2 separate regions of the Mus musculus genome follow, and region 2 is linked to region 1. Evidence: chromatin contacts called from public Hi-C data. All regions are on one chromosome and are shown on one strand. The core of a region is the stretch at or near the end of the contact, and the rest is flanking DNA. Distances in the headings are between cores, read along the strand shown.

What was found. Hi-C and Micro-C count contacts between places; a contact is called where the count stands out from the background.
Region 2: a Hi-C map of bone marrow-derived macrophages shows a contact between it and region 1, with 32 read pairs. The contact joins the promoter of Adam1a here to the enhancer-like site in region 1. A contact is called at or near these places in 4 of 39 promoter capture datasets (the 3T3-L1 cell line, the C10 cell line, Sertoli cells and 1 more), 5 of 484 Hi-C or Micro-C datasets (bone marrow-derived macrophages, epiblasts, nephron progenitors and 2 more), 1 of 115 datasets of contacts at active chromatin or transcription factors (embryonic stem cells) and 4 of 9 other capture datasets (adipose tissue, embryonic stem cells, liver and 1 more).

The regions. Positions count from the first base shown.
Region 1 is chr5:121,424,932-121,429,708 of GRCm38.p6, reverse strand. It overlaps Naa25 (N(alpha)-acetyltransferase 25, NatB auxiliary subunit), which reads right to left. Exons shown (of 24, transcript NM_172722.4): 14 at 3,558-3,738; 15 at 2,883-2,982. Among named protein-coding and RNA genes, the nearest start is that of Erp29, 25 kb to the left of the region's middle. Within about 2 kb of position 2,253, at least 10 of the 459 cell types and tissues checked have an H3K27ac peak or open chromatin away from gene starts, as enhancers often do. A contact at or near this core is called in bone marrow-derived macrophages, where this site is marked.
Region 2 is chr5:121,518,890-121,523,666 of GRCm38.p6, reverse strand. It overlaps Adam1a (a disintegrin and metallopeptidase domain 1a), which reads left to right and starts at 1,972. Exons shown (of 1, transcript NM_172126.2): 1 at 1,972-4,777. The coding sequence starts at 2,439.

The DNA of each region.
Region 1 (4,777 bases), core at 1,004-3,503:
AGTCCTGGCACAACACAAGCAAATCTCAGGGAAGAACATTTCAGAGTGGGCCCAGGCCACTAGGATCAGAAGATAGATCACCCCTTTGGGCCAAGGGAAGCATTTAGCTGAACGCTGATGTCTGCCCCAAAGACACTGTCTAGAAAAGCTAGTTTTTGCCTAGTTTTTATTGCTTGCTCTGCCCCCATTTCCACTATGCCTGAGTAATTTGCCCAGGAGAAAAATAGGCCAATAGTCAACAACATACCCTCTGATACACAGCCTCGCAGGGTTCATTTCAAGCCGTGGGGCTGCGCCACGGGTGCTAAGTCAACTGCATTCGATGCGGCTTTTAAACCCCCAGGGGACACCTCGGCCAGCTGTTTGCCTGCAGTATCTGGAGAGATTAAAGACGGACGGACACAAGAAAATTAAAAAGATTATGTGTGATCCTGCGGGTGTAGGACTGACTGCCAGCTTGACTGAGGACACTGGCATGCCTCATCAAGAGGCCCACACTTAGTCAGACTTCTCTCCTATAGTCCCCAACTTAGAAGACACAGCAGGGCTAACTGCCAACCCTTGCAATGGGAGCTTACAGCTTGAAAACACTTCAAGCTAGCCAGGATGCAAACAAGACTTGGGTGGTTCTGGGCAGACTGCAGTTCCAACATGAGACCAGCCTTCCCTAAAATGGGAGCTCAGTGTCTGAGCAGTCCACAGAACTTCACTTGAGAAAACAGACAACAGCTTTTACATGACAGAAACAAGGGACAACCAGGAGAAAAATACAGTCTCAACACACCAGGAGTGGCTGCAGTTTTTGTGCATCTGCCTGAGATAGTCCTCTTCAAATGCCACATTACAGTGGCTCTGCAGGGCTAGCCAAGGGCCCAGGGAGCAGTAGCAGAAGGCTGAGAACATCCCTGCTGAAGCCTGGCGCCTCATGGGACACAGCCAAACAAGCGGCCATAAGCACTCTAAAGACTACTGCCAGAGCATGCATCCACACCTACTCCCGGTCAGACACCAGAAGAATCCCTAAAAATGAACCCTGAGTGCTATGAAAATTAGCAAAACACACAGGTATCAGACCTTAAATGATGACTAATATGAATATCTAAAATAAAGATTTCAAAGAAAAAAATTTCAAATACCCTTATTATTTGTATTTATCCAATGTATGTTTGGGTGGATCCCCTGGACCTGGAGGTACAAATGGTCCCGATCCACCAGACGTAGACTCAGGCCCTCTGCAAACCCAGTATGCTCTTAACCACTGTCCTATGTCTCTGTCCCCCAAAAGGGAGCATTTAAAACTAGCTGACTTTTGGCAATGGGAAGACCTAACAGTGACACCTAACAAGACAGCAGGACCATCCAAGGGTAACTGAACCCCATAGCACGGAGCCACCTAACAACAGCAGACTGCCTATTTAAGAAGTGCTTTGTTAAAGAACTAATTAGGAAGCGAAATAAATTAGTAGCCCAAGGGAAGAAGCATCCAGGGACCCCCAGAACAAGTGAAAGTTGCAGAAGACTAGGCTACCCCAACAGGCACAGGGCTCCATTTCCTTACTATAGATATGGGCATCAGCACTGCCTCTGGTCCTCACAGATGGTGTACTTGAGAATGGTTAAAGTAGCCCCAGCTAAACTCAAGGAGAGGATTACTATTCCCTGACTAGTAAACTGGTAATTTATCAGGCTCAGCATCATGTACATTTAGCTACATTAGTGATTCCTGCCACAGGCAACATAGCAAAACATTGATTCCTCTGAGGCCAGGCAAGAAGACAGAGCACTTGGGGCTAGCCTCACCTACATTGCAAGACCCTGTCTCAAATTTTAAGAGTCTTCAATAAATTAAATGTCTTTAACCTCTTCCTTATAAATACAGAAGAGTGAGAATAATGAAAGATGAGGAAGCAATTCTTAAGTTAGTAAATCCCTCAGAAAGAGATGGCAAGCACACATTCCTCAATGTGCTGTGTGGTCACAGGTTTCTCTGTCATCAGGGAGAAGGTCCCCACAGGATAAGCAGACAGATAGCTGATGGAGTGGGCTGAGGCAGAGGCCAGCCTTCTCTAGGATCAAAGCTATCCTCAGCTGCTTCGCACCTATGGTGCAGAACACACACTGCTCAGACATCTGTCTGCCCTGCTTCTTTATTCTTTAACACATCTCTCAAGAAGCACGTGGAAGACAGACTTTAAAGGAAAGACCTCAAGACTCAAGAGTATTTGTCAAGATGAGTCACAGATGGCAACTTCCTCACCAAGCTCAATGATGCTGAGAGACCAGGAAACTAGGAAGCTACTGGCTAAGCCAGGCATGGCCCAACTCTAAGAAGTGAGGCTTAGCCACACACAAGAAGAACAGCAGTAGTGGCCACTCTAAAGACTCGCCGTCTCTGCACACTAGCTCCTGGTGTTGCTCCAGTTTTGCAAGACCATCAACTGAGACCATGTGGATTCCTGAAAGAACTTTAACCACGTGGGCCCAGGGAGCAGCAGGGATGACTACATGCAGACCCTCCTAGACTCTGCCCTGGGCAGCTCTAACAAACTGGCCCTTAAATGCAGTAGGGGATGCTATTGGACCAAACTTAGAGCCCCTTGCTCCAAGATTGGAAATCTTGGAAAGTCCCTGGATAGCATGTGAAACGCAAAGCTGAGGGACGTGAGATGTCTCAGTCTGTTAGTGTCCCGTTAGAAACGGACATTTCTAAGGATTCAATTATAGACATGAGCACTGAGCAAATTCAATACCTCTCCCTAGTGGTCTACGGGCACCTGCCAGCTAAAGAGCCAGGCGCCGGGGACTCTGTGTTGTGACCCTAGGCGGTGCACTCTACACCAGGCAGTCAGCAGCAAGCCATGATACCAGTGGGTTTCACTTACATCTTTCTGGTTGGAGTGGAAAAACCTGAGTGCAAAGTTACAGGACTGGGAGGCAGCAGCATACTGACCCAGGGATGCAGCATATCGGGTCAGAAGATAGCTAGGGAGGAAGAACAGAGAAAACATCAGTTACTTCCCTCTACTGTCGAATACTAGGCATCAAGTTACTATGGCGAAGAGAAAGCAGGCCAAAAAACCCCCAAAACCCCTGCCAGAATGATCCTGCTCATGGGATCAAATTAAAAGAAAATCAAGAGAGCTCTTTCTTTACACCTTGATAATAACAAGAATGAACACCATATTCTCTTCCTAAATTCGAATAACTACATAACATAGCCCAAACTCAAACTCAAAATGAAGTCTTGGGTCAGTGGCAATAGCTCACAGAAGATAGTCTGAAGGATACACACAGCAAAAGAGCACAAGCATGCCTCAAACAATGGCTGGCACTATCTCTGGGGAAAGCAACTGACCATTATAATTAAAGCAGTCGGAGATACAAACCCTTGCGCTCTGGCTAATGTTTGGAGCCCTGCGCTGCTACAGTCTACACGAGTGACCTTCCTAGGCTCGACGAAACTGCCTGCTCGGTTCTCAGAGTGTATGCTACCAACCCAATGCCTTCCTAGGCTCCATGCAGCTGCCTGCTCGGTACTCAGAGTGTATACTACCAACCCAATGGTGTCGTGCTGGATGTGCTTAGCATCGAGACTGGAGTAGAGATCCACCACTGGTTCAAATGCACCCAGCACGCAGTAGATCCGAACAAGTAGCAATTTGAACTGAGCATTGGATGGGCTGTGGGTTAAGCCTTCTTCCAGCAGAGTCAGGGCCTGCCAGACCGCAGTCTCCTCACCTGGAATCAAAACACATTATCCACTCAGCTTTAAGAGCACGGAATTTCCTAACAACAATGAATCATGAATGAGTTTGGATGCATAAAAATTTTAGATACAGACTTGGGATCAAAAGAGGGAATTCCGGGCTGGAGAGATGGCTCAGTGGTTAAGAACACCGACTACAGAGTCGGTCCCGAGTTCAAATCCCAGCAACCACATGGTGGCTCACAACCATCCATAATGAGATCTGACTCCCTCTTCTGGAGTGTCTGAAGACAGCTACAGTGTACTTACATATAATAAATAAATAAACCTTAAAAAAAAAAAAAAAGAGGAAATTCCCCTAAATACAAAGTCCTCAAGTAGTTACATCAGTGCTTAAATAGAGCTGTGCAAAAGTAATCCAGGATGTAGAACAAGAGGATGTTAGCTAGCCTTCCCCCTGAAGGGCTTTAACCACAAGACAGACCCTACAAGCTATTATCATTTTATTCCATATGTAACTGTACTAAAAATATCACATATGATACTTAAAAGAAAAAAACTGCTATTAGGAACAGAGAGGTGGTTCAGCACATAAAGGTACTTGCCACCAAAGCCTGCAGTTGAGTCTGAGCCCTGGGTCCCACATAGTGATCTTTGTAACTCATGAGTGATGGCACATGTATCCACACACATATACACAAACATACAAAATGTTATTTTAAAAAAAGGAAGCTGGAGGCTAGAGAGATGACTCAGAGGTTAAGAGCACCGGCTGCTCTTCCACAGGTCCTGAGTTCAATTCCCAGCACCCACATGGTGGCTCACAACCATCTGTAATGGGATCCGATGGCTATTCTGTCATGAATGCATACATGCACAAACACCACTCATATTGAGAAATAAGTAAATCTTCAAAAAAGGGGGGGGATGTGAAGCTGGGCTGTAGTGGTCCCCATCTTTAATCCTAGCCCCCAGGAGGCAGAGGCAGGTACATCCCTGAGTTTCAGGCCAGCCTGGTCTACAGAGCAAGTTTCAGAGCCATGGCTACAAAGTGAGTGCCTGTCTCAAAAA
Region 2 (4,777 bases), core at 723-3,222, 94 kb before region 1:
GGTCATCAGGGAGGCCACACTTGCTCTCCTGTGCCTGCTGACCTCCAGTGCGCCTTTCCTGGGGTTGGAATCCAGTGTTTCCTTGGGGACAAGTTAGCTGTTAGTCTTCTCTTTAGAGAAACCACTGACACACCAACTCTAGCGTTCATCTTAGAATCGTGTCACTTTGGATGTCTTGTAAAAGCTTAGGGTGTTTCCCTCTTCACTGCGGTGAAGTGTAGAACGGCTGAAACGGACACACATTTTCTGGCTACTTTTCCTTTTCCTGTGCATGGCATGTCTCAGCAGCTTTCAGCTACATTCTTCTTGCCCCATGATGAAGTCTGTATCTCTGTTTGTCCAGATGAGAACTATGTTGGATATCTGTAAAAACCCCCCTGGAGATGTCCTGACTCTCGTCACTCACCTGGTTAGGCACACTAAATCAGAGCATAATTTGGTTTGTGTATTTCTAGGTCAGTAGTAAGTTATGTTTTAACATGAATCAGTTTTTTTTGCTAATAATTCAAAAATCTACCCCTAGCTGGAAGTTAAACCTTTCTATTCCTGGATAATTTCTTGCCTGCCTACCACAGAAAATGAGTTTCAATCTGAGAACTGGAAAATTAAGTATTTCATTTTAATTACATATTTTTAAGTTTAAAAAGTAGACTGTTTTTTCCATTATTGATTCTTGGTTTGTCTTATGCCTTAACCTGTGTTATGTTTGTTAGTTCTGACACAGGGAAGCAGAGGAATAAATAGCGTTGGTCATTTCCAGAACAGGTACTTGGAAGAGGTTTTGAATTACTCAGTGGCTGATGGCTGAGGACCCTCACTTTCCCTCCCACTGTCAAGTGAGTTTGTGAAGTGAGAATATGCATTTTCTGCTAAATGCTAATGCTGTCTGATAGGAAGCAAGCATCACTGGCTGAGGGGAGATGCCACAAGTTTTCATATATATATATATATATATATATATATATATATATATACATGTATATATATATATATATATATATATATACATACACACACACACACACACACATACATACACACACAAATACACACACACAATACATATAGCTATATATATCTAGATATATATGTACATATCTATATATCTATATTAGAATGTTTTTCCGTTATTAGAGAATATATATATTTTTTCTTGGTGCCATCCAATATCTGATTCCATTTTTTTTCTTCCTTCCTTCCTTTTTTTTTTTTTTTTTGGTGGTGATGGCCTTGCTTTTTGAGAGAAGGTCTTGCTTTGGATGGATCGCTGGCTCAGAACTCACACAAACACCATGCGGGCCTTGAACTTGTGATCTTCTTGTCTCTGTCTCCTGGGTGTTGGGATTACAGAAATGTACCACCTTTCTGAATCTCCAATCCCAAGTGTTATACCTCGTATGATTTAGGTTGTAAATATTTCACTTATAACATAAAATTATTTTTATACCACCTAAAAGACAGTTTCATTTAGTTAAAGTATATATGCATGAAAATGAAGAAATGGGGGAAGGAATGTGTTCACACAACTTCTGTTTTCCTTCTAATGGATAATGCTAAATGCAGGAAGAACACTAAGGTGAAACTAAAGCTTCGGACTTGGGTGGGCAGTGCAAGCCAACTGCAGTCAGCAAGTGTGCGGGCTTAAGAGTTCTTCCAGAGCCCACTTCCATTTTCTTTGTTGCTTTAACTAGAGTCACCAGTCTGTCTTCATTTTTATGGTGAGACCATTGGGAGAACTAACTTAGATTTTAGGCTCTAATATAGTTCTGTGGTAAAAATAAGATCATGTAACACTTATGCTTTAGAAATTTCCATAGAGAAGGATCATGTCTTAAAGCCAAAATTTATTTGGTAGACACAAGGATACGGGAAAGTAGAACATCTAAATACTGTGTGTGTGTGCGTGTGCGTGTGCGTGTGTGTGTACACCAGTGAAAGGAATCAGGCAGTCTAAGAGAACTAGCTATCCATCCAGCATGACCACTGTAAGAATGAGGAATGAGGCAGGACAACAGAGAACTCTTAATTGTTCAGAGAACCCAGAGAACTTTGTCCCCTCCCCCGAAACCCTGCAGAATGTTGAGTCTGAAAGTATGAGCTGGTTAACATGTCAGGGGCCCATGACCTGTGGAGGAGGAAAGATGATGTGACAAGCACAGAACCGGCTGAGCCACTGTAGATGCAGGGCTCATCTCCATGAATGTCAAAGGAACTTAAGCAACACTGAAGCTCCTCCACTTGAAAGAAGCCCCTGTGCTGCACATATCCACCAAGGCCAGGAGAAAGAAAGGAGAGAGACACAGCCTGAGACCGCACAGTTTCTTGGGAAGCTCCCCAGTAAGGCACGGGCACAGGTCTGGGTGCCTGGGTCTGGGAAAAGCAGAGAGCACTGCCGCTGATGGACAGAGATCCTCCATCATCAGCAGTTTGTTGGAGCCATGTCAGTGGCAGCAGCGGGGAGAGGGTTTGCCTCCAGTCTGTCTTCCCCACAGATCAGGCGAATAGCCTTAAAAGAAGCTAAGCTAACACCTCACATCTGGGCGGCACTGCACTGGAACTTGGGACTGAGACTAGTGCCATCTGTCAGAGTAGGGATTTTGGTGCTACTGATTTTTCTCCCGAGCACGTTCTGTGACATTGGATCTGTATATAATTCTTCCTATGAAACTGTCATCCCTGAGAGACTGCCAGGCAAGGGGGGGAAAGACCCTGGAGGGAAGGTGTCCTACATGCTATTGATGCAAGGCCAAAAGCAGCTGCTTCACCTCGAGGTAAAGGGACACTACCCTGAGAATAACTTCCCAGTCTACAGTTACCACAATGGCATCCTGAGGCAAGAAATGCCTCTCCTCTCCCAGGACTGCCACTATGAAGGCTACATGGAAGGGGTGCCAGGCTCCTTTGTTTCTGTCAACATCTGTTCAGGCCTCAGGGGGGTCTTGATTAAAGAGGAAACATCCTATGGCATTGAGCCCATGCTCTCTTCCAAAAACTTTGAACATGTCCTCTACACCATGGAGCATCAGCCTGTGGTCTCCTGCAGTGTCACTCCCAAAGACAGCCCTGGGGACACCAGCCATCCACCAAGGAGCAGGAAGCCCGATGACCTACTGGTTCTGACTGACTGGTGGTCACACACCAAGTATGTGGAGATGTTTGTGGTGGTCAACCACCAGCGGTTCCAGATGTGGGGCAGTAACATCAACGAGACGGTCCAGGCAGTAATGGACATCATTGCTCTGGCCAACAGCTTCACTAGGGGGATAAACACAGAGGTGGTGCTGGTGGGCCTGGAAATCTGGACAGAGGGGGACCCGATAGAGGTCCCAGTGGACCTGCAGACCACACTCAGGAATTTCAACTTCTGGAGACAGGAGAAACTCGTGGGCCGGGTCAGGCACGATGTGGCACACTTGATCGTCGGGCATCGCCCAGGAGAGAACGAGGGCCAGGCGTTTCTCCGTGGTGCCTGTTCGGGTGAGTTTGCGGCGGCCGTGGAGGCCTTCCATCATGAAGATGTCCTCCTGTTCGCGGCTCTCATGGCCCACGAGCTCGGGCACAACCTGGGTATCCAGCACGACCACCCGACCTGCACCTGTGGTCCCAAGCACTTCTGCCTCATGGGTGAGAAGATCGGTAAGGACAGTGGCTTCAGCAACTGCAGCTCTGACCACTTCCTCCGTTTCCTCCATGACCACAGAGGGGCGTGCCTGCTTGATGAGCCTGGGCGCCAGAGCCGCATGCGCAGAGCTGCCAATTGTGGGAATGGTGTGGTGGAGGACTTGGAGGAGTGTGACTGCGGCAGTGACTGTGACAGTCACCCGTGCTGTTCGCCAACATGTACGCTTAAGGAGGGTGCGCAGTGCAGTGAGGGACTCTGCTGCTACAACTGTACATTCAAGAAGAAAGGGAGCTTATGCCGTCCTGCTGAGGATGTGTGTGACCTTCCCGAGTATTGTGACGGCAGTACTCAGGAATGCCCTGCAAACAGCTACATGCAGGATGGCACACAGTGTGATAGGATTTATTACTGCTTGGGGGGTTGGTGTAAGAACCCTGATAAACAATGTTCAAGGATCTATGGGTATCCTGCAAGATCTGCCCCTGAGGAATGTTACATTTCAGTTAATACTAAGGCGAACCGGTTTGGAAACTGTGGCCATCCCACCTCCGCTAACTTCAGATATGAAACATGTTCCGATGAGGATGTATTTTGTGGGAAACTGGTGTGTACAGATGTTAGATACCTGCCCAAAGTCAAACCCCTACACTCACTCCTCCAGGTTCCTTATGGAGAGGACTGGTGTTGGAGTATGGATGCCTATAACATCACAGATGTCCCGGATGACGGAGATGTACAGAGCGGCACCTTCTGTGCCCCAAACAAAGTCTGCATGGAGTATATCTGCACTGGTCGTGGGGTGCTCCAGTACAACTGTGAGCCACAGGAAATGTGTCACGGGAATGGAGTGTGCAACAATTTCAAGCACTGTCACTGCGATGCTGGCTTCGCCCCTCCTGACTGTAGCAGTCCAGGAAATGGGGGGAGTGTGGACAGTGGTCCTGTTGGTAAGCCCGCTGATCGACACTTGAGTCTCTCTTTTCTGGCTGAAGAGAGTCCAGATGATAAAATGGAGGATGAAGAGGTAAACCTGAAAGTGATGGTGCTTGTGGTCCCTATATTTCTTGTCGTTTTACTGTGCTGTCTAATGCTGATCGCCTACCTCTGGTCTGAAGTACAAGAAGTAGTATCTCCACCGAGTTCATCAGAGTCTTC